Linked DNA regions of Mus musculus: region 1 is linked to region 2. A link is a contact called in public Hi-C data. All regions are on one chromosome and are shown on one strand. Each heading gives the region's core, a stretch centred on a gene start, on an enhancer-like site or on the middle of the called end of the contact. The rest is flanking DNA. Distances are from core to core; before and after follow the strand shown.

Region 1 (3,181 bases), core at 365-2,864, 400 kb before region 2:
ATTTCTATGGCATCAGCTCTGCCCTCAAGTAGACATTCCAGCTGACTCCATTTTGGTCACAGAGTCTGATGACCCTTCTGGATGAGAACTGGCTTGTTTTCTTATTAGCAGCAAGAGTTGGTTTTTTGTTTTTGTTGTTTTCCAAGTAGTATCAATGACAATTGTTATTTGCTCACACATCAAGTGTCTTAGGACCTACCTGTGCTTAATAATACTTGTCATGTCATTACTAAATGGTCAGCAATTATGAAAAATCAAATTCAGAAGGGCACTAAACACACTCTATAGTTTCACAAGGGACCACTGTATGTTCTGTGGGTTATGAGGCAGAGAGTGGAGGAAGATGAGGTGGGTGACCTTCACCATGCAGATGTCCCAGATTGCCTCTAGTCGAGTCATGTTCCTGTATCCTTTGGGATAGCCTGGCACGAGTGCTTTTCCTTCTCAAAACTGTTTGAGAAGGAATGTAAAATCTCGAAGAACATCCTTTAGAAATTTTAGCACAATTTTTGACACTTAAAAAAAATCAAATTACAGGCAAAGTAACTGAGAGTAAAGAAATATCTTTATAGATAACCAAACTGTGCCATGTGCTGTTAGCTACAATCTTAAAATGATTGTCTTTTCCATTTAATAATTAACCTGTGATTTCTTCTTTAAATGAATTACATAAGTCTTGATTAACAAACTACAAAGAAGCCCGCCTGCTGTGTGGTTTCAAATGGATTGTGTAATCACAGACATTTGGAGTTTAACTACTCATTATGGTATTAAAGTAGGCAAAATGGGGTTATTTATATGATTTTGTTGTTTCATTTCCAAATGGCCAGGAAAGAGAAAGGGTTATAGATCTTTGTCATAAATAATGCACTGCAAGGTAAACAGAAGACATTTAAACAAAGATGAAGTTTACATGTTTTTCTACCAACCTATCAAATAAAAACAGCTGGCTAGATTGTTATCAAGTGTACCGGGTATGTTTGGGACAATGTGATTAAATAATGGCTGCATGGCATGAACTAAATTCCATCTGTACATTAGGAAGCACTGATGGAAACAAGCAGGCATTCTAACCAGCAGAAGCAGGTCAAATTAGCAGAACCTGTGACCAGCCATCAGAAGTGACATATTATATGTTATTAGGATGGACTGAATTGGAAAGGTTGAAAAGAAGTGATTTTACAGAAAAGTCCCAAATAAAAAAATCAGATGCGCCCTGATGTTGACGTTAATTTTCAGTGGGGACTGCTTCTCACCTGCGGGATCGGTGATGTGCTAGGTGACCAGCAGAGCGATTTATTGATTTCATGAATAACCAGGTTCCGCTGTTGGTATGAGGAAACCCTGCCAGACCAAATAAGTAAAAGGCAAACTGGCGAGAAACATCACTACATGACTCCTGTTTAATGTCATGTATTTTTCACATGCTATAAAGAATGAGGACCAGGAGGATGCCATGTCAGATCTTGTGAGGCATCTTTTGATGCATGTGTGTAGAGTAAGAGTAATGTTTATGTTCCTGATCAGTTTGTTTCTCATTACTTTCCTATGCTTCTGACTAACCACGTCCTGTTGTGCAAGTTACTGAATGATATCAGACTTGGACTGTGGGCCAGTGCAATCCCACAGCAATCACAGGAAAGGGACACAAGAAGATGTCTGTGCACTTGAGCAAGTACATATATTCCCTTGAGATGTGTCCATTTTTTTTCTTCTATGGTTTTAAAGTTTTATTTTTATTATTGTTGGTGTTTTAATTTATAGGCATATGTGTGTGCATTTATGTATGTATGTAACATGTTGAGTTTTTATGTGCAATGTACAACATGTGCATGTAAATGCCTGTTAAGGCCAGAAGATGGCATTGAGTTCCCTGGAACTGGAGTATAGATCATGAACTGACTGATGTAGGTTCTGGGAACCAAACCAGGGTCCTCTTCAAAAGCAGTCAGCCAGAGCTCTTAACCACTGACCCATCTCTCCAGCCCCTCTTCTGTGGTCTTAATAACATACTTATTTATTCATATAAGGAATATGTTTCATGTATCCAAACACTGAATAGCTAAACCACATTGTTAAAGTTCAGCTTCTCAACCTCTCACCTAGTGCCCCTCCCACCACCATGCATGTGGCTTCCAGCAAGAAACATACTATGTACATTTAAACAAAAATGCATTTGTAGTTCCTTTGTTAATTGCATTTCTTACAGTTTGAAGATCAATCTACATCAGTAGACCTGCAGATCTACAAAAAGAGATGGTTCATTCTCTTTAATGTCTGCAACTCAATTTGATTAGGCCTCTCTGATTAACTCATAGAGTGGTTAACTCAGAAAGAGGTACCCTGTGCCTGTTACTGAGATGTTCGTCTAACAGTCTATTATTTATGAGAGCAGGCATTTAAGTAGGGCATTATCCATGCTGTGCAATTCCGTTTAAGTTTCCGTTTTCCTTGTTTCCTTGCTAATTAGCTTACCAGTCATCATGAGCTTACCCATCATCATGTTTCCTTCTGACTTTTTTTCCATACATTTTTAGATTTTATTCATCCCCTTCATCTCCAGCTTTCCATCAGTTTCCTGCCCATCCTTCCTGCTAAACATCCCCTGCCCCTGTTAGATTCAGTAGAATACAGAACTATGCTAAGATGACCAAGTCCAAAAATGTCTGGAATAATAACCACAGCTAACATGTGCGATGAATTCTATGAGCCAGGCAATGCTCAAACATTTTTATTGGACTGATCATTTAATCCTTACAACCACTCAAAGAGCTGGAGCCCATTGCTTTCCTGCTTTTGTAGATAGGGAAACTGAAGCTCATTAAGAATGCTCAAATGTTGAGTGGCAGAATTGGGATTTGATTCCAAAGTCTGCCATTCAGAGAGGACTAAGAGAAAGACAGAATTGGGACAAAATGTCACATGTCTGTGAAGCCTTTGAAGTGTTTCCTGCTTGGGCAGACTCACCACTGTTTGGTTATCTAGCTGTAAGCGGCCTTGACTTGAAGAAGGGGGGATGTGACTCAGCTGACAGGTGGACTTGGGTGCACCCTGTCTTTGGTTTGCATAAAACTCATCCACAAACTGTATATGAGAGAACTTGTCTTGTGCTCTGACAATTGGTGTAATTTTTCTTTGGATTGGTGTAATTCCAAATATGCATTGAAGGAGTCACTTTTTC
Region 2 (2,985 bases), core at 175-2,674:
ATTCTATTAGAAAAATGAAGCAACACCATAAGTAGACCATGTAATTTCCCATGTCTTCTGAATGGGGCAAGCCACCTGCCACCCAGCAGCACATCTGAGGCCCAGGAGATACAAAGCAACACAGCACATCCCAGGCCCCGGAGGTACAACAAAGCAACAGGCTCTGCTTGGGCTGCTCTGTGTCACAGCCTCCTAGGCATTATTACAGTGCAGTGTTTCATAAGCAACATGGATAACAAAGAATCATCTAAAGAAAGAACAGAGCATGTGGTTTAAAAAGCAATGTACAGCCACAGCTATAAGTGACAAGCATAACTTGACCTTGTTATGCTACAAAAATGTATTTGAAGATAAGTTCATACAAATATTTTTCTTCCTTTCTGCACAAAATTTTCTTGGTTTGTGTTACTCTTATTACCAAAGTTGGGAGGTGGGGAATCTTATTTCTTCCAAATAACCAAGCATATTGACATCACAGGCTTCTTTTGCTTGGCAGATTACTGAACAAACAAATATTTATTCTGAGTCACTCAGCTGTGATACATGGGGGGATTCACGACATGCTGTGTCTGGTGCCTGTTAAGCTCTTACAAGATAATTGGACTTTGGACCACCTAGAACACTGTGTTCAATGGAGAGCCAAATTTAAAAAATTCAAAAACATGGAATGAGCAGAATTTAATCAGTCACACCTCCATCAAATTGAGGCAGAAATAAATAAATGGGCAATAGAAAGGTGCAATAAAGCCAGGATTAATCAAACCGTGATTAATTCCGGATCAGATTAAAAACCAATAGTGCCAGCTGCATCAGTCTCGTCTGTGGCGTTCACCTCCCCTATTCCTTTCTAACACCACGCTTCCCCATCGTCTCAACCCACTCTGCTCTCACCCCTAGGGCACGTTCCCTGGATGGATAAACCTGCAGGAGAGTTAATTGTCACATACATGGATTTAATCACATTGTCCATCACATTTGGGGCCCTGCCTTCAGTGATCCGTGACTAATTGTTGTGGTAATTTTTCAATCATTAACAGCAGCACATATGCTGCAGACAAATCCCAAGGTGCCTAGTAAGCCCCAGTGACAAGCAGACCAGAGGCTCCAGAAGGATTGCCACACGCCAGCCCAGCCCCCAACCCCAATCCTATTAGTCATGCCTGCTTGTTAATATACACTTATCCCAAGGATATGTCAGGCTGCAGAGAGCTCCGAGGGCTCCAGCCTGCCTTATGACTTGCCCTGTTTTCAATCTAGATTCTGAAAAAGGAAGAGGAAAGGAAAGGAAATTAAAACTCCATGTGGGACAAGTAGCTGAGGCCCTATTCTGAATTCCACTTGCTTTTCACTCACTTTCACACAGGCTCCTGAGCTGTGGCAAGTGCCCTTTCTTTGAGTTTCAGCAGTATTAGCAATCTCCATGGCAACCACCAGTGTGCATCTGCTACACCAAACTGCAGCATCTCTGGCTCAATTCTCAAGTTGCCCTGGTGTCAGACGGGGCATGCCATGTGCACTGGTGGGACAAGACCCTGCCTTGGGGAATCTTTCAGCTGATTGAAGCCTGGCTCTAATCACCACATAATATGAGCGAACAAGATCACAGGGAATATAATCCGCCTGCACTAGGCAATAGGGGTCCAGAAATGCTATTTATTTTTTCATTTTCTTTTTCTTACGGGTCTTTGTTGGCTAAAAGCAAAGAGGCACTAGCTATCTAATAAAAAGGTTTAAATTTCAAGTAGGTGCCACAATGTTTCAAGTCACTGATTTGTTTAAACCCTATGTCTCAAACACCTTTCATTAAGGAAACTATTCAAGAGGAAATGCAAATTCCTGGGGTTTTCATTTGGGTCTTCTTAAGAAAATGGATGTTTTGCGCATTAGCCAGACTATGGAAAGGAAAGAGAAGGATTCACTGAGTTTCATTGAAATCTCACTCATTAGTATATGCGTTTTTATTCCTCCTGCAGAGTTTCAGGAAATTCCCTGTTTTACTCCGTTTTCCCAAGACTGAAATAAGACCTATTTTACTCTAAGGCACCTAGCTCCAGATCACAGAACAAGATCTTCGAAAAACTTAATTAATATGAACAATTCCTGCTTAGCTGCTCAAAAGAGAGATGGTTGCTATAGGCTCTGTTATCGTGAAAAGAGGGACCGAGCGCCCTCTGCTGCTGTGTCTAGGTAAGGCTCTCCAGTTTGGAAACCTCCCGCTGAGGTTCACTTCTGTTACAATGCACTCTTAGAAAACTCTAACTTAAAAGGCACTTACTGATCAGCAAGAGGAACAAGAGAGATCCAGATAACAACAATGAGGCTGCTGTAAATAGAACAGTCTTCTACACAGCCACTCACCAGTACCTTGGCTATTATTAGAAACAGCTCGAGAAAGAGCTTGGGAAAATTCAGAGTGCTGATTGCGTATCATAAGCACAAATTAAAGAATTAAAAAAGAAAAAATGAATCTGCCTTTGCACTCACAGTCTCTCATGTCTACACGAGCTCACTGATTAGTACATGTTTTAGAACACTCAGGTCAAAAGAAAAAACTTGTTATTTTAGATTTAAAGTCATAACCGTAGTTTTAGACTTTACTTTCAAATTTAGTTTGAACAAACACAAATTTGTATTTACACAGCGCTGTACAAAATAAACAGTACAGAAACATTTCACTTCTGAATCTCTAAGAACCTAATTATCATAAAAATAAAATTTCAGAGAAAAATACACTAAATATTACTTCTAATCCTCTTAAACAAATGAAGGCAATCTACATTTACAACTTAAAATACTAGCTCAGCTCTGAGTTCAAATTCACTCTAAAGAAAATGATTCAGAAATTGTGCTTCTGAAATTAATTCCTTCCATAATGCCTAAAAAAAATGACCACAATACAATAGATAATAGTCTAACTAAAGTTTAATGCACGGTGGATTCAAATTCCATGTCACAAACTACTCTGAGAGCTACAGATAACATTCT

Evidence for each region. A called contact is a pair of places that touch in the nucleus more often than the background predicts.
Region 1: a contact with region 2 is called in a Hi-C map of the N1E-115 cell line, with 10 times the contacts expected there. The contact joins two enhancer-like sites. A contact is called at or near these places in 1 of 15 datasets of contacts at CTCF or cohesin (the NIH/3T3 cell line), 5 of 484 Hi-C or Micro-C datasets (the N1E-115 cell line, cerebral cortex, embryonic stem cells and 2 more), 2 of 115 datasets of contacts at active chromatin or transcription factors (the NIH/3T3 cell line and embryonic basal ganglia) and 1 of 9 other capture datasets (embryonic stem cells).

What each region holds. Positions count from the first base shown.
Region 1 is chr13:36,679,299-36,682,479 of GRCm38.p6, reverse strand. No RefSeq gene overlaps it. Among named protein-coding and RNA genes, the nearest start is that of Gm26395, 26 kb to the right of the region's middle. Within about 2 kb of position 1,614, at least 4 of the 459 cell types and tissues checked have an H3K27ac peak or open chromatin away from gene starts, as enhancers often do. A contact at or near this core is called in the N1E-115 cell line, where this site is marked.
Region 2 is chr13:36,281,455-36,284,439 of GRCm38.p6, reverse strand. The region is part of intron 4 of Fars2 (phenylalanine-tRNA synthetase 2 (mitochondrial)); the gene reads right to left. Among named protein-coding and RNA genes, the nearest start is that of Gm40912, 75 kb to the right of the region's middle. Within about 2 kb of position 1,424, at least 85 of the 459 cell types and tissues checked have an H3K27ac peak or open chromatin away from gene starts, as enhancers often do. A contact at or near this core is called in the N1E-115 cell line, where this site is marked.